Linked DNA regions of Hordeum vulgare: region 2 is linked to region 1. Evidence: chromatin contacts called from public Hi-C data. All regions are on one chromosome and are shown on one strand. The core of a region is the stretch at or near the end of the contact, and the rest is flanking DNA. Distances in the headings are between cores, read along the strand shown.

Evidence for each region. A called contact is a pair of places that touch in the nucleus more often than the background predicts.
Region 2: a Hi-C map of leaf shows a contact between it and region 1, with 4 times the contacts expected there. The contact joins the promoter of LOC123448731 here to the enhancer-like site in region 1. A contact is called at or near these places in 1 of 6 Hi-C or Micro-C datasets (leaf) and 1 of 1 datasets of contacts at active chromatin or transcription factors (embryo).

What each region holds. Positions count from the first base shown.
Region 1 is chr4H:400,213,205-400,219,239 of MorexV3_pseudomolecules_assembly, reverse strand. No RefSeq gene overlaps it. Among protein-coding and RNA genes, the nearest start is that of LOC123448729, 150 kb to the right of the region's middle. Within about 2 kb of position 1,684, at least 3 of the 3 cell types and tissues checked have open chromatin away from gene starts, as enhancers often do. A contact at or near this core is called in leaf, where this site is marked.
Region 2 is chr4H:400,490,480-400,496,655 of MorexV3_pseudomolecules_assembly, reverse strand. LOC123448731 (COP1-interacting protein 7-like) reads right to left here and starts at 1,792. Exons shown (of 11, transcript XM_045125718.1): 1 at 1,619-1,792; 2 at 697-851; 3 at 339-524; 4 at 149-260; 5 at 1-20. The coding sequence starts at 767.

The sequences.
Region 1 (6,035 bases), core at 435-2,934:
ACCTTCTATAGAATATTTGAAATAACTCTAATAAGAAGTCCCGCATCCATCCATGGTACACCATCCAAGAAGTTGTGTCCAAGTATTGCATCCACTTGGAGCATCTAATCGCATAGTGGCCTAGCGCTGCACAAATTACTGAGCAAGTAAGTTGATCACTAGACGAATATGCTTTAGTTTTGTTATAATTAGCGAAACATGTATTATTTTGTTGATGGTTAGAGGAATATGCACTGTCTGTATTGTTTCACTTTGTAGCCTACTCATGCTTGTGTGGTGTACAAGAAGTTGGAGAAGAAGTCATTCACCGTCATGCATTGTTGGTTGAAGTTGAATGAACAACCGAATTGGAACCTTTTCATTGCCAAGACCGTCGTCCAAGCCAACAAAGAAGAAATCAATGACCTTATCGACCCAACCCAACAACCGTCGAAGAAGGTTAGAAGAAACCTGCGGGGGAGAAGTGGGAGGAGAGGGCAAAGCGAGACGGTACGATGACAAAATATGACGGAGAAGTTCGAGGACATCTTGACGAAGGAGCAGGCATGCATGAGGCGCTCGGAGAGCAAGGAGGAGGAGAAGGCGGAGTGGTTCAAGTAGTTGATGGACGCGACACACAGGAAGCTCGCTCTCAAAGAAAGGAGGACCACGCTTGAAGAGAGGAAGGCCGCGCTCGAGAAAAAGAGGGTGAAGATCGCCACCAATGCGGAGGACGCCAATATGTTGACATTCAATGTCAACTCTTGGGATGCCACTGTAAGAGTCATCGTGCAATCTTATCAGTACCAGATGTTGGAGCGATAGAAAGATGAGTTGGTGGCGACGACGAAGTATGAGGACGCGGCAGGGAGGACGAGGTGGCTGCCTACGCAGCTGCGACGACACCTCCTTTATCGGGGAGCAACTCGGTGGGATTGTCGGTTCGACAAGGAACAAATGCACGGACTGATGTTCTTTTGGAATCGGACATATAAAAACTAAGCAAATTTGCCTTATTTTTTTGTGATGGGGCATACAATCCACATGCAAGGCACTATGTGAATCAAATCGCAGTATATTTAAATTTAAATTTACTCATAAACATAGTACTAATTAGCGTTGAATATCGTCCTCGTGCATCCGTGTTCTTGGACTCACTACCCTCTGAGCGAACGAATACAGAAGAAAATTTACATTTTTTAACACATTGCAAACGCAAATGCTTATATACATGCACATACATTCATTTCTATGAACGTATACATGCACACCTTATCCTTATAAACACCTCCGACAGACTGAGCCGACATATCATCTTATGAAGCATATTGCTGAAAATCCTAAAATAAAGTCAGAAATAATGCAAGCACGAGGTCTTGAACCATCATAAGACGAGGATACCACTATCTCTCTAACCATTCAATTATATGTTAATTTACAAAAAAATATATTTTAAATTCTGATTACTCCATCCAAAAGGTTGTACATGGGATGGGTAGAAATAAAATAAAAGCCGTCACTGCCATGATTCATGGGTCTCCGCGGAAAGGACGGGTGACACCGCGGTCAGCTTCGTAGTAACGGTATACGACCCACGAGGGCACGAGCGTAGCTCAAGGACGAGACGCCACGTTCGCCCCCCACCTGCATCCGGTTTCCGCCACCCCGTCTACCCGGCCCACGTGCCGCCCGCCAGTTTCCTTCCGAAGCACGTCCACCTCGCACCGCACGGTCCCATGTGCCTGCCGCCCAACCGCACCCCAGGGGTCGGGTACCGTAGGAGTTGGCTTTGCCAAAAGTCTCTGTCGGTCCTGCCTCGTGAAATTCTTTCTGGTTGTAAATGTTGGTCCGTGTGGTCTCACCTGCCTGTCTGTGGTACCACAGTGATTGCGTGGGTTAACTTCCCTGACCCCGCTTCAACGTACCGCCACTACATAGTACTGATGTTAACGTGGCCTAGCCCGATTAGTATCGTCTGCCAGCACAAAATCACACTCCACGAACCGCAATAACGCCGAGCCGGGGCTGAGGAGGCTGTTGGGTGTGCAGTGTACATCGACGGCGTCATGCCCGGCCCGTGACGTTTTCTTAGGCTAGGCGCACTAAAACGGACTTTCTAGCATTCCACCTCGACCGATTGATCGTCACAGACCGTGACTCGCTAGATCACGACAGGACACCTTGCGAACAACACAACGTTGCTAGAGAAGTCAAGGGTGTGTTGGTAGTACGCAAAGGCAAACAAGAACCTGCAGGCAGCCATAGGAAATCCACCGTCGGGAGTCGGGCGTGAACTCGGCGGGCCGTGCGGTGCCATAGGAAATCCACCGGCGGGAGTCGGGCGTGAACTGGGCGGGTCGTGCGCACCGCACGGCCGCACATGCCATGTTTCGCTCTTTGCTTAGGCGCATCCACCGCAGGGTGGCGGGTTTTATATGGAAATAGACAGGCGTCGTTCCCGTTGGCAGATGAATCTTTCTTCAGACAATTTTTTTCGTGGAGCGAATATCTTTACTGCAGTACGTACTTCGGACGGCTCAATGCTCATGCCCTCCAGCTCCAGGGTCGATTTTATCTTTACTGTGTTGTTTATTATTTCTTCCATACAATATGGTCGAGTGGTCCTACGGCCCCGGCTAGATAGACGCTCTTGTCTTGCCTTGGCTTAAATATTCCATCAAATCAAATTTAAGAATGGCATCTCATACGATTGTCCACGCATCATGCACGTGCCCTCAAAAGAAAGAACAGGTGTGAATCACTCGGACTCAGACGCTCCGTTTGGATGTTGTATTGAGGGCCATATTTTAACTTTGGCACTCGGTAGCGTGAATATCGTTGTTTGGTTGCACAAGACATTCAATCGTGGAATCGATATCCATGTCTTGAATATTTGGCATTCGAGCCAATTCAGTGCCAAAACCTTCAATGTCTACATCCAAACAAAACGTAGAGTTATTCCTTCCTCCAGTTTTCAGCTAACGGTGTCGAATATCATATGGAAAGACATTTTTGGCGCATCTTAAATTTCAACCAACACATCTTTTTCTTGGAAAATTCTATATAGAAGCGCTGCACGATGGACATCCCGCGGCTTGGTTGTTCACTTTTGGCATGCATGCATACATGATGTCATCAGATTCGTTTTATATGATCGAAATTAAAAAACTTTTATCTCTTAAACCGTTAAATCGGTCGATGATCCGTTTTCGCCGTTGACTTTGTTTCGACGAAATCTTCAAAACTAGATCCATGTTGATATGTTTCGAGAACTTTTTTTTCCTCGTACTTACCACATTTGTTGCACTTACTTGTCATATTAATAAGTATTTACTTGTCTGATAAAAAATAACTTAATCACCAAATTTTTAAAAGACGTCTTGACATAATTAAAATGGCAAGTACAAATAATTTTTTTAGACGATTACACGTAAGATATGACAACTCAACATATTTAAAACCGGTGACCACAAAAAAATCTTTTTTGTCATCGTTTGTAAATATGACAACTCGGCATAGTTAAACTAGCATCTTGACAACTAAGTTTTTATAAAATTGGCAACTATGCAATTTTAAACTACTAGTAGTAGTACTAGTACTAACCAGATGCATTTAGCTAGTGAATAAGGTCTGCCAACACATGTCTTTGTGTGTAACACCTTTTCTACGTATTTTCTGTGTGACGCTTTGTATGCAATGTATATTTTTGTGATGTCATCTGCATATTTTTCTAGCCCATGTTGCTATATGTTGAAATATGGATACATACGACACATTGTTCACATCGAGAAAAAAATGGCAGTTAAGTTATTTTTTTCGGGCAAGTAAGTGGCTAATAATACAACAAGTAAGTCTAAAAATGTGGCAATTATGGATGAAGAAAAAAAGTTCTCGAAACATGTCGACATGGGGTCTAGTTTTGAAGATCTCGTCGCGATAAAGTCAACGATGAAAACGGATCGTCAATTAAATTAACGGTTTTAGAGATAAAACTTTTTAAATTTCAAGGCAATAGAAAGAATCTTAGTGACGTCATTGCATGCATGCATGGTAGGGAGAAGAAATTAACCGTCGCATCGGAAGCCTCACATGCGACGCCGCTGTATAGTTAAGTCCCTTTTTCTTTTCTTCTCACGCATACGAGTTGGACCCACTTGTCATCTTTCTTTACACACGTGACGCTCCGCGTCGGAGCCCGGCCTTCGAGCCGGCTCCTTTGGCATTTTCATTAAATTAACTAGATCTAACCCCGGCTAGAACTTTTTTAGACATGACCCTTTTTCTTACCGCCACGGAGCACGACGATAGGAGTGGATAGCTTATCGTCAGGGTCCCCGGCGATAGCTGACTAATCCACGTCACCAACCAATTGATGGACACCGTGAGCTCCGCTCGACCCTACCGCCACACGGGCTGGCGGTAGGGTATTGACACATATAAGGCGGGCGGGCCGGTTCGCCCTCCCCATCTCCACCCACCCCACCCCACGGCGGCTGCAAGAACATAAACTCCCTTCCTCTCTCATCCTCTCCACTCTTCCTGAAAGTGTTAGTTATCAACTAGAAGGGGGTGAATAGGCGATTTTTATGAAAATCTTTGAAACAGTAAATGTATTCAAAGTTAAACGGAAGCGATACAGGATCAGTTTGGGATAAGTATCAAGGATCTATGCAAAACATGTAATACTATGAAGACATTCAATCATGCAAAGTACAGTTATCATGCACACTAAGATATATCACAAATAAACTTAGGAAATGTGAAGATAAACAACAGTTGGGAATGTCTTCGACGAATGTCTTCAGGAGAGATGATCAGGCAATGGCTTCATAGTACAGTAAGTAAGGAGTGTGAAGGATAGAACAAGTAGCTTGACAAAGACACATGATTTGTTGGACCAGTTCCATTTGTTGTGAAAAATGTACGTCTGATTGGGGAGGCTTAGGCCTCGTCTTCACTTTGATCCCCTTGAGCCGAAGTCTATGAGACAACACCCAATTACTCAGGTAAGTCTTCAAGGGAGACTTCTGAAACCCGTACAAACTTGTTCACCCGTCAATCCACAATGACTCTCGGATTGATCTAGACCATGGTCACCCGGCAATCCACAGTGACTCTTGGATGCACTCGACAACGACGCCTAACCGTGTGGAAGATCGCAGTCTTCAAGTGTAACAAGTCTTCAGTTCTCTCAGAACAGAATGACTTTGGTAATGCTCAAACACTCTCGCTCTAGGTGTTTGGGTTTATCCTCATAGGATAGTTCTCTCTCTCAACATCTTCGACGTGGGTTGCTCCAAAACGACAACAGTTGTATCAACTATGAGCAGCCACCAACTTATGGTGGAGCGGATGGGCTATTTATAGCCAACACGTAACCCTACTTGATATGATCAAATGACCATGGTCAATGTCCAACCGACACGTGTTCCAACGGTCATACTTCAAAGACACACACGGAACATTACTTGGGTTGCAAGTAATGCTGACTCAACCAACTCTGGAAGAGATTTCCTCTCAATTTCTTCGCTCGAAGACATAGGTATATGTGGGTTGAGCATTATGTCAGCACCTCACTGTGATCACATCGAACCCACTTAACAGTACGGTGGTTCCTATGACTCAACAAAGAAGAAACAAAACAACAAAGTGACATTTACATTTTGTTTCCTAACTTTGGCCTGACCTCATCTTTACCCCTAAAAAACACTGCTCAACTATACCCTTGTTCCATCTCAACCGCTTATGGAAATACCCCTCCGTACCCTTTCCATCGAGTCAAAGTGCTTTGACTGCATTAGAGAGTTATTCTATACATCATTGCCCCTCTTTCTTACATGTGGGGCCTACACGCATCTCTCCATCCACATCTCATTCCCCCTCCCTCTCTCTTATCTTCTGTTCTCTCACCCGACGCGACGAACCCTAACCCTAGTTCATCTATTTCCTCTATCGTGGCGGCTACCGAGGTCGAGGTCGTGGATCCAGATGCTGAGGGGGTGAATCTGATTATGATGCTCATGTCCAGCCTACTCGATTGGTAGAGGAGGCGATGA
Region 2 (6,176 bases), core at 543-3,042, 280 kb before region 1:
CCCATAAGATTTTGTTGTTCCTACATAAAAGATGCATTTTGTTATTTACAGCATCTGCTGTTTTTCTAGATAAGATCAAAACTTAAATGTGCAGGCAAACTTAGCACAGAAACTTTGGTCTACTTCTTTTGGGGCAAAATAATGATACCTTGGACTGTAGATAATCATGAAACTTTCTAGTTTCCTCCAGCTGAGACATTTCCTGTAAAATTCCATTCGCCGTTTTTGATGCATCAGGCGAATTTACGATATGTAGGAATCTGGTAGGGATGTTCAATTTAGTTAAAATTACAACTGTAAGAAACAAAAGGAACTAGAAAAAGGTCAAGGTGAAATACCTCTCTAAGGTGGATTTTGTGAACCAGGTAGAGCCTTTTCCATCCCCAGACAATAACAGCTTAAAAGAGCCACTTGATGAACGTGATTGGAAATTTTTGGCATCTTCCAAGTGCAGGACTAGTTGGTCAAAAGGACCAGATGCTACTGATTCGGCGCTCTCCCCATTACAAGCAATTGCCTCATACCTGATGACGGAAAGGTTTCACAATACTGGGCGAGTCAGAACTTATATCAGAGATTGTGAATCATAAAAGACTCAATATGCCATATCCATGAAACACAGTTTTCAGCCAAATGCAGCGACGAAAATCTGAACCACACTTCATAAGCTCAATTAGCTGTGAACGAGTGTATCACCTGTTTTTGGTCAAGGACACTTGGAACACTGCAGAATCAAGCTCCACGTCGCCAGCAACTCTCCTCTCCATTTTGCCCACAACTACAAGCGCAGACCCCAACTCCTATACTACAATTTTTATAGATCGAATCAGCTCCTCGTCCACTTCAAATACCTGACAAGAGGAATATCAGCACAAACGTCACAAAGCTTGCAAAAGGGAACAGATAACAAAGAAGAGAGATAATGCGACTGCCAAGGTCACAAACGATAACATGTCAACATCTATAATAACTGATTAAATGTTCCACGCCGAAATATGCAGGTTATTTTTCAGCATGGGGGTGCCAACCAAGCATAGAGCAAACTGATTGTGCATGTATTCACCGAACCAACTCCACACCTAAGTCATTCATTCCGCTTGATTATGTTCCCACAGCAGAGACAAACTTATAGGCTTCTAGCAATTAAACAGCATGTGGTACGAGCGAAGTATGCCTCAACTTCCTTAGTTAACGCAACCAGATTCATAGATCAGAGAAGCAGAAAAACAGATACAATTCAAACCCAAAAGACAAAATTCTAGTAACATCAGTACAGATCTTTCACCTGAGCTACCAAACTAAGCACTGGACGCATTGAATCCGAAATGGACAGTGATCGGAACCGCGGGGGCTCCCGGATCCAAAAAACCACAAATCCCTCAAGGACAAAAATCCAAAGCCCTAGAGATCCAGGCAGGACCAACTCGACCACTATTCCTGGCTCCTAAAAAAAACAGAACGGAAGAAGGCGGATCCAGATTCCGGAGGCGACAGCGCCTGCTCATCGACCCACTGCCTCACGCTTCGAGCTGAAGCAAGCTAACCCCCCACCCAGGTCCGAGGAGGCCGCACCAAAAACATCCGAGAAAAACGAAGACAGAGCAGACGAATGCCTCACCAGATGGAGCGGCGGCGGCCTCCGCTTCCCGCATTCGTTCCGGCGCCGCTCCGACTGGATCGAGGAGTCGGAAGCGATGGAGAATTTTTGTTCCGCGGCTCACTCCCTTTTTTCCCTGGAGCAGTTGCAGCGAGTGGGGGAATGGACGCCAGGAAAAGGCACAACTGCGGAATGCGGGGTTTAAATGACCGAGGGCGGGTTGAGGAACTGACACTGGATGCTGCGCTTATTTACTGTCTCGCCACTGCCCTGGTGTTTTGTGTACCCGTGGAGTGCGCTAGGGGCTTTGAAAAGGAGGCCGTCGGTCGGTGGGAAGCGCCGAGAGAGTTTACCATGCTGCCCTTCCCAGCAACCAGTTAAATACCCGTGCGTTGCCACGGAATGACATATAGATTTTCCTTTATATAAGCACACATAGCCTTTTCTTCTCTTTTCTGGAGAAGTGATAAGTTCATCATCACGTCCTCTAGTCGTGCATCAGCTCCTTCTTCCATACATACTATCTATACTTGTCATCTTTTCTCTTACATTCTACCGTCGATGCCCTTTCACCATGTCGGCATCAACTCTTCATGTAACCGTTGTTTACACCCATTATCAAAGTCATAGCAGGTTGGGGATGTGGAGCCTTCATTTATATGAGGTGAGCATCATATGGCATGGCATATCACCATTCACCCATCAGTCATGTCATAAATAGTATGGGTAGGAATAGCTATATATCCGTTTGTTGCTATGGATTAAAAAAAGGATTTTCCTAACATGTGAAATAATTACCTTTACACTCCAAGACACACCCTATGTTTTGTCATGACAGTCCATCAATCTTCACAATGAAATAAAATTAAATCATAGACTCTCCGCGCCCCCACATGCCATTTTCAACTACTTCCTTTCTCCAATAATCCTCATGCTTGTCAATGTTAATGAAGCATGACCGTGTCCCTCGCAACATTTCCTTCAGAAATAATATAAGGTGGTTTGTACTTCCTTTCACTTGCCGTCGGCTTTGCCATTAGTTTGTACACAAATAAAAGACTCAAACAATGATGTAAAATAGAATTATATAGTATTTCCTAGCTATAGTATACCCAAATATAATGAGCCAACTATACTGGGCGATGTAACCGCATCGTCATTTTTGGTCGCTCATAGATAAAATATATATACTTAGAGCCAACATCACGAATCTTCTTTGCTATGTATGTAACCTCTGGTGTGAAGCTGGAGTTAGCACAAAAAAAGCGATCATGTTACCTGTTTTACGCCACAACCATTCTTCAAACAAGATTTGAAGAGTATAAGTTTGCTCTTGCAAACGGAATATAAATAAATTATAAAAAAGATAAAACATGGACAATTCACAGGTCTATAAATCAAGATTCGAATCATACCAATCATGCTAGCTACACAAACTTTGGCGTACAAGAAAGGCTTTCACAAGGAGAATTACAATAAACTGAAGGAATATAGCACCTTTGCAGTGTCCTTGTTGTTAGTTAATAAACTGAAGGAATATGCAAAAAGCAAGCAAGTTTACTATGTTTGTTAATTATGCAGAATCCAGAATTAGGAGCAGCGAGAGCTTTGTCCTATACTATTTTGCAAGGAATCTTACTTTTCTTCTAAGACACTTATTTGATTCGCACAACATATATTCCTGCAAAAATATTAAGTGCATTGTTGGGAACAGCGAGGAGATTTATTAATACAAGTTGTGATCAAATCCTTTTTGTTTAAAGCATACCTTTCTCTCGAGAAAAGAAAGCTGATCAAGCGTATGCTATGCCTGCACAACTGAAATTGATCCATTTTTTTTGGTTGCAACATATGCTAGCTAGCATAACTTGGAAAATTTATATGTAGGCCGACAGAGGAAAAATATTTCTCCTTTGTAGGACATATGATGTATTGCACTGTCCAAAAGGCACTATAAAACCCTACATCTAGTAGCAAAATATCACTTACGATCATTTAAGAACATAGAAATCAAAAGGAAACACCCAAACTACACAACGACATAAAATAAAAAGATATGAAAGAATATGTACCTTTCCTTTATAGCGGCAACAGTGTTAATAAATACTATAGTCCCGTGTTGAAACGGGATAAATATTGTTGTATTGTCTAGTACATATGGGATGCTACAAAGTTACAACCTATTTCACATCATGAACATATGGCTGCTAAAATAGTCACATTTTTTCTTTATAAAGTGGTTGATAATGATTAATTCTAGAGTATAGCTTTGCCATGTGTAATAAGAAATGATATAAGGCAGAGCAAACCTTCCATATATTTGTACAAAATGACATAAGGCAGAGAAACACACCGATGACTTTCACCAAGTAGGATTCTCACATCCAGGGCAACCCCAACAAGAGAAACGCCCTCTACCACATCCTTTTACCTGGAACTTTCCTCCATTTATCAACCACCAAATTATGAAAACATGTACTCTTTTAAGCTGATATGAAACTGGAGCTAATTTATGCACGCATATTGCCGTTCATATGTGTACGTAGGAGATCAAATTCTTCTACTCGGTTCTTCTGTTCCTTTTCTCTCTCAGATTTGACAGATTGTAGTGTTTAGATAAACTGAATATTAGGAAATCAAAACCAGAGAAACAAAAAACCGACAGAGAAGAGAACACCTAATAGCGATTTATCGAGAACTACATCTTGCTACAGTCGCACGCTTTGTGGAAGCACCCAACCACTACAAAGACCAATTCAGGAACATTTATGACACAAAGAGTAGTGAAATAAGACAGAGTACATGAAGCTAGGTGAGAAGAGAACAAGAGGTGGGAAGGATATAAAAATACCTACAGGCGCAACATGTATTGCCAAGGAGGCCAGCGGGGAGTCTGCAACGCCAGCTCCATGGCTGGGCCGAGCCAAGCCGCATCCTGGCTTGGTGCTCTCACCTCCCTCTCCCAACGCACAAACTCTTTCCCATATGTGCGTCCCCGCCGCCGGCGGTGCTCTCTCCCTTGATCCGCCACACCGGCTCCTCCTCGCCTTCATCTGTGCCACCGGCCACTGCTCGCCTATCATCCACACTGTCGTCTGCCCCACTCCCTCACTTCCTCCTCGTCTTCATCTGCGGCACCGACCACTGCTCTCCTTTCATCCACGTTGTCGTCTGCTTCACTCCCTCGCCTCCTCCTCGCCTTCATCTGCGTCGCCGGCCACTGCTCTTCTTTCATCCAAGCCGTCGTTGGCTCCACTCCCTCGCCTCCTCCTCACCTTCCTTGTATTTGTCTCGAGCTCAAGCTCTGACCTACCATCCATCAGTAGCTTGTAGTTCAAGCCAGGTGAACCTCTTAAACAAATATACCTTTTGGGGTATAAGAGAAAACTGTTTTTTGACTCTTCTCAGGTCAGTGCAGTAGTTGGTACAAATCGGCAGATAGTGTAGAACCTTTTAACAGTGTGCATCAATATGAATTTTTCTCTTCTAAAGATCACAATAGTACATATATATATACTCCAGCCACTACATTGAAATTGGGGGAGCAGAAAATGTTCAAGCCTCAAAATAATTTGAACCATCCAACGATTTGCTCATGCTCCTTTTCAATTCCAAACAAAGTTTGAATGAGTTGTGGACTGGTGGTTCATCTCAAAAAGGTGATGTTCCTAAGAAGAATAAGCAGCGGCTTGATCCAGGGAGGGACTGAATTTTTTCAAAGCAAATCTTCAAGGACACCTCTATAGAGGTTACATGCCCGGTATTCAGATACGTTGGCAGAACTTAAGATACGTTGCCTCATGTTGCTCCTCAGCATGTCCATGGACACCAAGCTCATGATGCCCGCATGTGCGCTTGGTGATGCCAGTCCATTGGCGTGAAGTGCAGCCTTGTAAGGCGGCCGCATCAATCAGCTCGCCCTGACAGACATCAGCGACATGGTGGTGACAACGCCGAGCCCGCGTCCACGTCTAATCAGTAGTCACCATCAGCCACAAAAGATGCTTAAGCAGAAATCTTGACCGAAGCTTCAAAATGAAGGCTACTTTTAAGTATGTGATGAGACATCGCTTACTCTCTCTGTAAATTAATATATGAGCATTTAGATTACTAAAGTAGTGTTCTAAATGCAATTATATTAGTTTACAGAGAGAGTACTATATATCAATATATTTCAATCGCAGTAATTCATGGAATGTTTTCCGTGTAACGGATTCCTTAAACTTAATTGTTCTCTGTAATACAAACAACCAATCTTTCAGAGTTATAATGCAATAGCAAACACGAGCAGTCACCAGGCAATTCCAAGGATTTGTGCTTGCTTTTCCGTTGCTAATCTAGCTCTACTACTATGTTATCTTTGCCTACACTTCGTTTTGTTGTGCTATCCTAATGATTATTCATGACATCTGTTCAACCTGACATCATTAGTCATTACACGAGACATACACACAGACTTCTGCTAACCATACCCTCTCTCTTTCTCTCTAATAATCATCAAAATATAGGAACCCATCTAGTTGATGCTGCACTGAGTTATATGAACATCGCTTTTTCTACCTCCTACAAAATCCAAAAT